Regions from separate parts of the Sus scrofa genome. Here all the other regions are linked to region 2. The links are chromatin contacts, called in public Hi-C and HiChIP or PLAC-seq maps. All regions are on one chromosome and are shown on one strand. The core of a region is the stretch at or near the end of the contact, and the rest is flanking DNA. Distances in the headings are between cores, read along the strand shown.

Region 1 (2,700 bases), core at 176-2,675, 190 kb before region 2:
GTATGAGGTGAAAACATGTTTATTTATAGCTCACCACCTAAATCTTGCATACTATGTAATAAGGAAATACGCCAAATGCAGGAAATACACCTAGAATAGAGAAATTTCCTTTCAGCCCAAGGAAAAGGCAGAATGGATAAATATTTTGACTGAGCTGGGTTTAGAGTCATGAAATGGTAAAGGTGAGTTAAATTAATCCCAGAATAGATCTATTCAAAAATAAGAGAGGGAGGAATTCCCCTTGTGGCTCAGGAGAAACTGAATCTGACTAGTATCCATGAGGATGCAGGTTCCATGCCACGCCTCTCTCAGTGGTTTGGGGATCCTCTGTTGCCCTGAGCTGTGGTGTAGGTTGAAGACGTGGTGGCTCGCATCCCTCCTTGCTGTGGCTGTGGGGCAGGCCTGCCGCTATAGCTCCAATTTGACCCCTAGCCTGGGAACTTCCATATGCTGCCTGTGCGGCCCCAAAAAGACTAAATAAATAAATAAAGGGAGACAGGAAGTGACTAATACAAAAATCTCTGCAAACCTAATTTTTTAGGAAATACCTTTCAACTTCAAGAGCATCAAGAGCACTGATACTCCTACCACTCAGGAGGTCAACCTCTGTTAGGCTCCTTTTGCTCCGTAAGAGAAATCGAGGTAAAACACCTACGTTAAGTCCTCGGTGCCTTTCACCTAACCAATGTTGACAGATGTCATTGGGAGGCCAAACTCAAAGACAGGGCAAATGGAAAGAAGAAAAACAAGGGAACGGAGTGGGTTTAATTAGTGAGAGGGAGGAAATCTAGGGTTCTGGATGCTCATCAGAGTTCCATCACTTAGATGCTGTGTAGCCTCCGAAAGGTCACGTTCCCTTTCTGGGCCTCACTGAGAAAATGAGTGAAATTCTGTCTGACATTCCGATTTTGTGAAGAAAGGCAGAGGGAATGCATGTGGAGGAGGGGATGGAGGGGCCCCGCGATTTACAAAGGGCTCCTCCGTTGGGTCCCTACAGCCGGTCTCTGCGAGCCTCCTCCCCGCAGGGACACAGGCACCAGGTCTCGGAGCCTGGAACAAGGCACTGCAGGGTCCGCATGATCCGGGGGTCGCCCTGGAGAGAAGACCACCTCAGGATTAAACCCCTAACTTGGGCGACGGGGGCGGAACCAAAGGCAAGGTCAGGGGCACTTCTCCCCACCCAGTTTAAGAGACAGCAGGGCGGGGCGGCGATCGCTCTGCTGTTAAGCCCAGCGGCATCCCTATACATAGCTCGAGGCTCACCACCTACCGCCTTCGCAGCCCCGCGGCAGCTGCCGCAGCTCCCCAGCCCAGGCGGGGCGCCACCGCCATCTTAGTCCAAGAGCGCAGGCGTAGGGAAGGCCGCTCTTCTGCACCCTCCCCCGTCCCCTTCGCGGAAGCGCCCGAGCCCCGCGCAGGCGCGAGCGCAGGCGCAGGCCGGCCTGGAACTGGCGAGGCACTTGGATAGCGCACCCTACCGGCCATGTGTGGCTCTGCTGTGGCTGAGGTAGGCTGTCTAGAAATCATTTCCTACCTACTGCTTGAGGTTGGACAGGGTAGAGAGAGAAAAAAATGTTTGCGGCGCTTGCCCAAGTGTCCTTAAGTAAGCACGAAGGACTGCCGCTTCCCTGGCATCACAACTGCCGATTCACTTCAGGGAAATTCACTTCAGGGGGTTTATGACAATTAGCATTTTGGGTTTTTTTTGTTTGTTTTTTTTTTTGGTTTTTTTTTTTTTGCTATTTCTTGGGCCGCTCCCGCGGCATGTGGAGGTTCCCAAGCTAGGGGTCTAATCGGAGCTGTAGTCTCTGGCCTACGCCAGAGCCACAGCAATGCGGGATCCGAGCCGCGTCCGCAACCTACACCACAGCTCACGGCAACGCCGGATGGTTAACCCACTGAGGAAGGGCAGGGACCGAACCCGCAACCTCATGATTCCTAATCGGATTCGTTAACCACTGCGCCACGACGGGAACTCCCACAATTAGCATTTTGAAAGTTTTTTGTTTTTGTTTTTTCCTGCACCGGCAGCATGTGGGAGTTTCTGGGCCAGAGATGAAACCTGCACCAGAGCAGGGACCCAAGCCACAACCGCGGGACAACGCTGGACTCTTAACCCTGCAGGGAACTCCTGCCAATTAGCATTTCAATCAGCCACCAAAATATGTTTCTCTCCCTTGCAAAAACTGATTTAAAAAATTGGGGGGGGGGCATTTATGTTAATTGGAAAACAAAATTGGTTAGAAACAGCACGTATACATGATCCCATTTCTGAAAAATAGTTTGTGTCTACCAGCGTGTGCTTGCATATGTGAGCAAGAACTCTCTGGAAGGCAGACTGCCAGCCTCCTCTCTTTTTCCCCTCCTCTTAAATATGCCACATCATTTCCCACCTAAGGGCCTTTTGCATAAGTTGTTCCCCCTTCAGGGAACAGTGCAGAAAGCCACAGGCAACCCCAGCCAAGGAAAGGGACCACTGCTCCGTGATCCCAAGCTCCTTCCTCCTGCCCCGACCTACAGGAGGCAGGTGTAAAAAGAGGAGGCTGGTCTCCATGCCTAACCAAGGGAAAAAAGCAAAGTTTGAAGGCAGGTACAAGATGGAAGTTTTAAAGACTTGGGCCATATTTTTTTAAATACCTGAGAGTAAGATAGAAAGTAAAATAGTTTTTAACGCTGTTAAGTGACCAGGAAGTTCCCTCA
Region 2 (2,700 bases), core at 87-2,586:
ATGTTTTTGGTTTTTTTTTTTTTTAAATATAAGGCCACCGAGGTAAACAATTTCTGGCAACCTTCTTCTACCCACAAATCCTTGTCACTTTCAAATCTCAGTTTTAAATTTCTCAAGGACAATGACTCACAGGGCAAGGAAAGGGGGAAGGGAGGGAGGGTCAACCGGTCTAGAGCCGTTCATACATTCAACAACTAGAAACCAGAGTCCTGCTGCATCAGCACAGGATTTTAATTTACGGCGCACTGAAAGAGTCCCACCGTACCTTCCGCCAACACCTCGTCCACAGTAACCTGCTGTCGCCCAATGCCAAAGACCCTTCCGATGTAGCCACTGCCCAGGCCCGAGGTGCTGCCCCCTCCTCCGCTGGAGCCGGAGCCCAGGCCAGAGCCTCCCTGCTCTCGCCTGGAGTCGAAAAACTTCTTCATCTTGCGGAAAGGAAGCAGTAAAGCAAAATACCGACGGTTTCTAGATTTTTTTTTTGATTTTTTTTTTTTTTTTTTTTTTTTTAAGAAAACAAGAGATCCAAGGATTTCTTCTCGGATTTCAGCTCGGAGAGGAGCCACCCGAATCCGGCCGTGGGGGTGGGGGCTGGGGGAGGATGCCTATAGGAATATGCGTGTCAATCGCGCGGCGGTCCCCTCCTCCTCAACAGAGCGATTCGTGTAAGTTTAAACCTGTGATGACAGAGGGAGAGAGAGAGGATGAATCAGTAACACACTTAAAAATTCAACCGCTGAGTCCTAGGGGGAGCAAAAGCCATCATCCTGGGGAAACGCTTCATGCATTTTCTAAGGGAGAAAAACCCTGGGGCTGAAAACCCACCGGTTCTCAGCCCCAGAACCCTGGACCCTCTTGCCCAGGGTTCTGAAAAAGGAGGGATTCGGGCCGCCTCCGGCAGCACCGACCCAGCTGGACACTGCCTCCCCTCCTCCCCGGTCTCCCGCCGCCCCGCGAGAGAGCATCCCGGCGGCACCCACTTGAGATGGCTCGGCGGGCCGGCGCCCAGCTACCAGCCCCGCAACATTGTCACGGCCGCCGGGCCGGCCTGCGAAGCTGTGAGGAGGCGGCGCTGCAGCTAGAGCCGGGGCAGCGTTCGGCGCCCGCCCGCCAGCTGATCCCCGGAGCGCCCGGCGGAGACTGACCCGCCACCCCTCCCCCGTGCGCGCTCCCGCCCGGCTCCATCCATCCAACCAGGAAGTGAAACGCCGCCGGAAGTGCCTCTCGGGACGGCGCGGCTAGAGGCCAAGGCCTCCAGCTGCAGCCGCTCTCTCACAACCAGCGGGAAGGAGTCGTCGGAGAGTAGAGAGCTGGGGAAAGGGGCGGGGGGGGGGACCTCAATGCGGGGAGAGTTTTGGAAAAGAACGTTGATATTGCCCGACCCTTAAGGCACCATGGGAAAGGTAGTTCGGCGCATCCCAGCAGCTGGACTACAACTCCCAAGATACCCGTGGAGGAGCGAGCGAGGCGGCTGCGGTGGCCTCCTCCGCCGCAAGGTGGTTAGTGGGGTGGTGCATTTGTGAGGATTCGGTTAAACATCCGGCGAGAAAACTGCTAGGGACTAGCGTTTCCAGCCTGCTCTCTATGTTCCACTCTTGTGGAGCCATCTTATTTGAGGCTTGATCTGCACAAGGGATTCTGGGGATTGTGGTTTCCAAGCATATCCCGGCTGACACCTGAAGGACGCAGCTTAACCGCTCAGCCCCTAGCGGGTCCTGCTGGGCGTACCTTCGACACCTGGGCAGACAGAGGTGAAAGACTGAGGGTGACCCGGAAATTTTGCTGGCAGATGTTTTTGGTTTTTGGATTTTGGGGTTTTTTTTTTGGTTTTTGTTTTACCAGACCACACCCAAACGCCAACCCTAACATAAATAAGCCTGGAGCCCTTCCTCCTCCAGCTTCAGATGTTACTAAGAACCAGCTCAGCTGAGCTAGTCCTCATAAGACGTTGTCTTTTCAGGAAATCTACAGGCGCGACTCAAACTGAGAAAGTTAAAGAGCGTGTGCAGGGCAGATCGTAGGGTATCAGGAGACCCAAACCTTTGGTTTGAACCCAAACTTTGGGGCTTGTCTCACGGTGACCCTGCATTCTGCCACCTTTTCTGTTGCTGTGGGTGGGCCTGACCTTCACTAACCCCCTTCCATACAAGAACTCTAGGCTGACCTGTTATTTCTTTTCACTTCAAGATCCCCCCCATGATGCCTATTTTATCCTGATATCGTCCAACTGCTGAGAGTGGGGGTGGACAGCGTGATTTACCTCTGCCAAATGCAGAAGATTTGGAAGGCATCTTGGGACCCTTCTCCATTCCTAGATTTCCTGATGGATGGTGCTGAAGGTAGTGTCAAATCCCTGCCCATCCCCCTCCGCAAATCCATGATTTTCCAAATCCCTAAATATGGGTTATTTCTCACTTCCACCTGCTCGCCCTAATTCTGCGAGAGCCTTCTTGGCTTGTAAATTAGTTCCAGATTTTTTCTGCAGACACTTGAGAAGATGTGGGGGCGGGGCGGGGCAGGGAGGATGGTTCTTGCTTTCTCTAATCTGAAAATTGAACTGAGCTGTGAGAGGTTTATGCTGCTGCTTTCTCTTCTTCCTCCTCTTCCTGGTTCTCCTTCTCCCTCTCCCTCTTTTCCTTATTCCTCTTCTTTCTTTTCCTTCTTTTTGTCTCAGGTAGATCATTGTAGTTAAACTTCCTG
Region 3 (2,700 bases), core at 5-2,504, 170 kb after region 2:
TCACAGAAGTATAATTTTGAGAGAGAAGGTGTAGAATGACAGGTATGACTGATTCCATTTAATTACATGTCTAAACGCGCTAAAGAAAATATATTGCTATGGATACAGTTATAAGAACATGTGTGGGAATAATGATACACACCATTAGGAGAATAGTGCTCATTACAGGGGAGGGAGAGAGACTGAGATGGAGAGAGAGCTGCTGCCTGTCTGCATGGTTCTAGTTAAAAGAATGAACAAAGCAAGTATAATACATTAAAGTTATTAAAATGTAAGTTACCATACTTGTGGTGGGTCCACAGGGATTTAACATACTACCCTATTTGAGTAATTCATTATATTTTATTTAGGGAGTTCCAGTGGTGGCTCAGTGGTTAACGAATCCTACTAGAAACCACAAAGTTTCAGTGTCGATCCCTGGCCTCGCTTAGTGGGTTAAGGATCCCGTGTTGCTGTGAGCTGTGGTGTAGGTCGCAGAGTTGTCTCAGGTCCCACGTTGCTTAGGCCGGCGCTACAGCTCCGAGGAGACTCCTAGCCTGGGAACCTCCATATGCGGTGGGTGCAGCCCTAGAAAAGACAAAAACAAATATTTAAAATGTGGCAGAAGAGAATCAGGTATTGAAGCTGACTGTCCAGGGTCCCAGCGATAGCTGCGTACTCGAGGCATATACCTGTAATTTTTGCTCAGACACTTGTAAAATTTTGCTTGGGCCTCCAGAAGGCACTTTAAGCCCTGATAGCCCCGGTACAGATTCTATTTAGACATCCCACTGCCACTAGCAGGGAAGGAAAAGAGTGCAGGCATTGGCTACCATAATCAGTCAAGGAAAGCGGAGAGGTGCTGCTTAAAAAACCCAACCGTCTGGCAAAGCTCCACATTCCAGGTCCCTCTCACTACGAAAGCGTGCGCAGGGCGTGGCCCTATTACGTTGTAAATTCCTCCAAAGACCCCCAAACAGCAACGTCTTTTTTGCCGCTTGTTCAGTAGACTTCTGGAGCTTAAGGAACCTTTGCAGAAAGAACAAATGAGCTGGAGTCGCGGGTCGCACTAAAACAAAAGGATCTACGAAGTAACGCTAAAGGCTAGGTCTCCCCCGACTCAGTGTGCACAGGACCCCAGAACACTTCAGGGTAGAAGGGGCCAACCCACGTACACAAGCCCCATCGCCCACCCTCATCCCGTTCTGCGCATGCTCCACCCGCGACGCACACGAGCTTCCCCACCCCTTCCGGAGGCTCGCCGTGCGCGTGCGCTGTCGGGTCCGCGCTTTGTTGCGAAAGCTGGGGGCGAGGTCCTGCGGTCCGTGCGCACTGCGCGGCCAGACGCTGCGGGCGGGGCGGAGGATGGAGGCGGTAGTGTCCGCTGCAACGGTCGGGGCTGCGCGTGAGAAGGTGGCGGTGTAGGCGTCTAGGCTACGTGGAGGCCCGCAGCAGCGGCCAGGCCATGGCGGGAGTCTGTCTCGGTTGGGCTCCCTGAGGTGCGCTCCCTGAAGTCCTGGGGAGCTGTGACTCATGGGCTCGCTGAGCAGCCGAGTGCTGCGCCACCCGGGGCGAGCCGGACCCCAGCAGGAGCCGGGTTCTGGGACGGGGGCCTCGGCCCGGAGGCCGGAGACTGGGGGCGACGCGGCCGGCCACGGCTTCTGTTACTGTCCGGGCAGCCGCAAGCGCAAGAGGAGCAGCGGGGCTTTTTGCTACTGTCACCCCGACTCCGAGACAGACGAGGATGAGGAGGAGGGGGACGAGCAGCAGCGGCTCCTCAACACCCCTCGAAGGTACGTGGGGGACGCCCCCACACCTGTTGGGCGGCTTCCGTGGCGGAGTGTGGGGATGAGCCCGGCACCGGGGAGATTTCGGGGAGTGCGGCGCCCCCTAGCCCGTGAAGAGCGGACGTGCTCTTGATAGGGTAAAGGTGGGACCGGTTGGGGTCTGGGAGGATGGGGAACACCTGGGGAGACGCCGGGTATTGTGAATTGTAAACCTCGGACGTTGCCAGGGTAGTATTACAGCCCTAGCTTGAGGCTAAGAAACGCCAAACCTGAGCTTGCGCCTTATTAAACCTCAGATAGGGCTGGCCTTTGGTCGTACACCTCGCTTCTCTCAGAGTGGATGGCAGATGAATAAATTGTTTTGCATCCAGCTGCCTTAAATAGTACAAAACACGTAAATTTAAGTCTCTGAAACGGGCACCCATGTTGTCCACACAATGGAGGGGAAATGACACTCAGAAGCTCTCCTCAACGGTAAAGAGGAAATTTATCAAGAGTGGGTACGTTTGTTCTTCACTAGGAACAAAGTCTTTCACCGTCTTTAGTACTCAGAAGTCATTGACCGTGGGTATGTGTAAGGCACCTTGCTTAACCTTTTTTAGAAGAATTGAAAAACGGAATAGTTACTTGTGAACTAAAATGTAGTTTGTAAGTCGAATATATTTTCACAATCTGGTTGCTCTGTGTTTGTTTCTGGTTTTAGGTCATCAGTGGGACACATAGGTGTAATTTTTTAATGAAACTTTAAAAGATTCAAAAATTTTATGCTACACACATTACATATTTATTGTAAAATAAGAGAATCATAGGTACTTTCTGTTTATAGTTTGATTTATAAATCCTTTCATACAGCTTTATGAATACTTATATTTATTTCCAAAAATGGATCCCCACTGTCAAGTTGTTCACTTACCTTTTTGGAGAAGTAGTGTGG
Region 4 (2,700 bases), core at 135-2,634, 230 kb before region 2:
ACACTAGGGATTAATCTGTTTGCAAATTCATTACCTCACAGTAATCAAAACCAAATCACCTGCTTTTGCAAAACCATTCTACTACCTAGACATAGCAAAAGAATAACTGAATCTAAAGTCAGCTCTACAGCTAATAATTTCAACAAGCTATTTATAGTTGTTTCTGTTTTGTGCCTTTTTTTTTAATCTACTCTAAATTTAAACCTGCTCCTCATTTCAGAAGCTGACATTAGCACAAAGTTAAAACACGGGAATAATATACACTAATGAGTACAAAATAACTCCTGCTCAGTTCCTCTTGACAAAGGCTACAAAGAATAAGTCCCCCAGAAAGCTTCAAATTCTATTACAGTCATACCACCCTTAAAAAAAGTATTCCTTCTTCCAGAGTTAGGTCAGTTGTACATTTCAGTAAGAAAGGTAAGAACTCAATTCTTTTTTACTGATGATAGCTAAGTAAATACCAATTTTAGAGCATATCAGTCATTCCAGATATAATTCTGACAATTCCTTTTAACTCGCACTTTTAGGCGATATTAAAATGACTAAGTCTCAAAAAATGGAATAAAAGGGCCTAACTTTATGTATTAACTGTTCTAGGTAAAACAGTCACTAAATGTTCACCAACATTTTTCACAAGTGTTTCAAGAGGATGGTACACGTAAATGATAAATGATGTAAGATCTATCTCCAGGGTCACGTCTGGACCCATTCACAAGATATTAATTAGCCACGGTTTCTGTTGAGACCCCCCCCGGGGGGGGGGCCGCCGCTGCGGGGGGGGGTGGTAGGTGGCAGGAAGTAAGATCGTGCATAATGCCATTGTCGTAGCTTTAGCTAAGGTTCGAATTTCTTCTGGGCCTGCCCGAAAGAAAGCAGCTACAGTATTTTTTAAAAGATAAATCCTGGACGAATGCAATCAATAAAATTCAAGAGACCTCACCTGATGTTCCACAGGTTGCCTCACTCACCTGGTGGACTCTGAAGTCACTCCCCTCCACACCTCAGTTCCCTCAGCCCTCGCTCCTTTTCCAATACAGACCTTTCTCTTCCCTCCTGGTTTGTGTCTCGGTGCAAAGCCCTCTCTGGCCCCCCAGATTCCCTATAGGACCCGCCCTCCTCTCAGGTGCCTTTCTAGGTTCACCACCACCCCGCCAGCTCTTAGAGGCCGGCCTCCGCCCCCAGCACCCGCAGTCACCACGGGACGCCCCCTGCCCAACACCCAGGCTTCGCACCCTCCCGACTCCGGTTCCCGCCAGCGCAACCAAACCTCAGCGGCGCCCGCACCGCACCCCAGCACCGCCCCGCAACACACCCCCCGCCCGCGGCCCCCTTACCGCACATGATGCAGGAGGCACGGTCGGCACAGGAAACAGCGAGTGGCTGGCGAGTTCGGGAGCTCACACGAGCCTGTGGGACGATCTCCGGGCTTGGGGGCCAAGGGGTAGCCGACACTACAGCCTCAGAGATGCGGACAGCCGAGGCAACGACAGCGGTCTCGGCCTCCCGGGCTAGCGAACAACCGCCGCCGGGCCCCGCCCCCCGGCGCGCACCGCGCCGCCGCCGCCGCCCGCAAGTCCCATTGGACCGCTTCCGTGCCGCTCACAGGCACGTCCCGCCTCCCCGCGCCGCTCCGCCCCATCCCGCCCCTGAGCCCACGCAGGCGCTGGCCTGCTGGCTGCCGAGACGTGGCACCGGCTCGCGGTCGCATCCGCTTGAGGTTCCTGGAGCCGCCCTGACTAGCAGCGGGAGGTACTACGCTGTGGGGGAGAAAGAACTCGCTGGCTGGCCGGGAATGACGGAGAGATTAAGAAACAGGATGGAATTGTTAGCAAAGCAAATAGCCTTGGGGAGTGCGCCTCGAGCAGACCAGGGCCTCAAGCTATGGCACCCCCAGGAAGCGGGGAGAGAGGAGGAAGAAAGCAGGAAGCTTGATCCTAGGGGACAAACAAGTCAGGTGGAAAGGAGACATAAGGTTAAAGAAAAACTATGAGGTGAGGTCAGGTTCAGCCAGACTTTCTGGTGACAGACGATTCAGTTCAGGACTTAAGCTCTAAAATCATATGCTTGGCCTCTAAAACCCTCTGCTGCCCATTTCGATCCCCATCCACTGCTCCATAAACCAGTTTTTTGCGGAGGAGGGAGAGGTCAAATTTTACAACGCAACTATCGAACGCTGTGCGCCCAGCCTTAAAAAACTCTGCTACCCTAGACTTGAGATGGCCCACGGGAGAGGACTGTAGGAACTGCCTCCATTTGGTAGACGTACATTTGACTCTGAATGATTAATTCTATAAATTAATGCACCATTGCTGGCAAGAGAGACTTAATCAGAGAGAGATGATGTTTCTGAAAATTTATTACCTGAGCATTTGCTTTAAGATTTAAATGCTATCTTTAATCAAATGTAGATGGTTATCATAACTCTATTAATGGCCCAAGACTAGAATAAAATAAAAACTTAGGGAACATACAGAACAGTGCATGATCTTCTTATCCTAGGTGTTTGGTCTTAGCTCACACTACTGCTCTCTCCCTTCCGCACCTTTCAACACTTTACACTCCAACAAACCTGGGAGCAGGTAGTCCCGAGTGGGCTCACATTCTCACACCTTTTTTACTCTTTGGAATCCTCACTCCACCTCTGCCTAAATGCTGCCTCTTGGAGAAAACCCTTTGTGTCTTCCCCAGAGACTTAAG

Evidence for each region. A called contact is a pair of places that touch in the nucleus more often than the background predicts. HiChIP or PLAC-seq counts read pairs in DNA pulled down with a chosen protein or histone mark.
Region 1: an H3K27ac HiChIP or PLAC-seq map of alveolar macrophages shows a contact between it and region 2. The contact joins the promoter of NFU1 here to the promoter of AAK1 in region 2. A contact is called at or near these places in 1 of 5 promoter capture datasets (liver), 1 of 47 Hi-C or Micro-C datasets (heart right ventricle) and 2 of 2 datasets of contacts at active chromatin or transcription factors (alveolar macrophages and skeletal muscle).
Region 3: a contact with region 2 is called in a Hi-C map of liver, with 7 times the contacts expected there. The contact joins the promoter of GMCL1 here to the promoter of AAK1 in region 2. A contact is called at or near these places in 3 of 47 Hi-C or Micro-C datasets (embryonic fibroblasts, heart right ventricle and liver) and 1 of 2 datasets of contacts at active chromatin or transcription factors (alveolar macrophages).
Region 4: a contact with region 2 is called in a Hi-C map of skeletal muscle, with 5 times the contacts expected there. The contact joins the promoter of GFPT1 here to the promoter of AAK1 in region 2. A contact is called at or near these places in 2 of 5 promoter capture datasets (fetal skeletal muscle and skeletal muscle), 5 of 47 Hi-C or Micro-C datasets (alveolar macrophages, embryonic fibroblasts, fetal skeletal muscle and 1 more) and 2 of 2 datasets of contacts at active chromatin or transcription factors (alveolar macrophages and skeletal muscle).

What each region holds. Positions count from the first base shown.
Region 1 is chr3:72,981,800-72,984,499 of Sscrofa11.1, reverse strand. NFU1 (NFU1 iron-sulfur cluster scaffold homolog, mitochondrial) reads right to left here and starts at 1,425. Exons shown (of 8, transcript XM_021087412.1): 1 at 1,271-1,425. The coding sequence starts at 1,332.
Region 2 is chr3:72,792,613-72,795,312 of Sscrofa11.1, reverse strand. AAK1 (AP2-associated protein kinase 1) reads right to left here and starts at 1,336. Exons shown (of 21, transcript XM_021087408.1): 1 at 981-1,336; 2 at 266-677. The coding sequence starts at 428. It overlaps LOC102163904 (a long non-coding RNA gene), which reads left to right and starts at 1,503. Exons shown (of 6, transcript XR_302389.3): 1 at 1,503-1,751; 2 at 2,188-2,339.
Region 3 is chr3:72,618,250-72,620,949 of Sscrofa11.1, reverse strand. GMCL1 (germ cell-less protein-like 1) reads left to right here and starts at 1,254. Exons shown (of 15, transcript XM_021088403.1): 1 at 1,254-1,772. The coding sequence starts at 1,513.
Region 4 is chr3:73,027,595-73,030,294 of Sscrofa11.1, reverse strand. GFPT1 (glutamine--fructose-6-phosphate transaminase 1) reads right to left here and starts at 1,384. Exons shown (of 19, transcript NM_001194979.1): 1 at 1,338-1,384. The coding sequence starts at 1,344.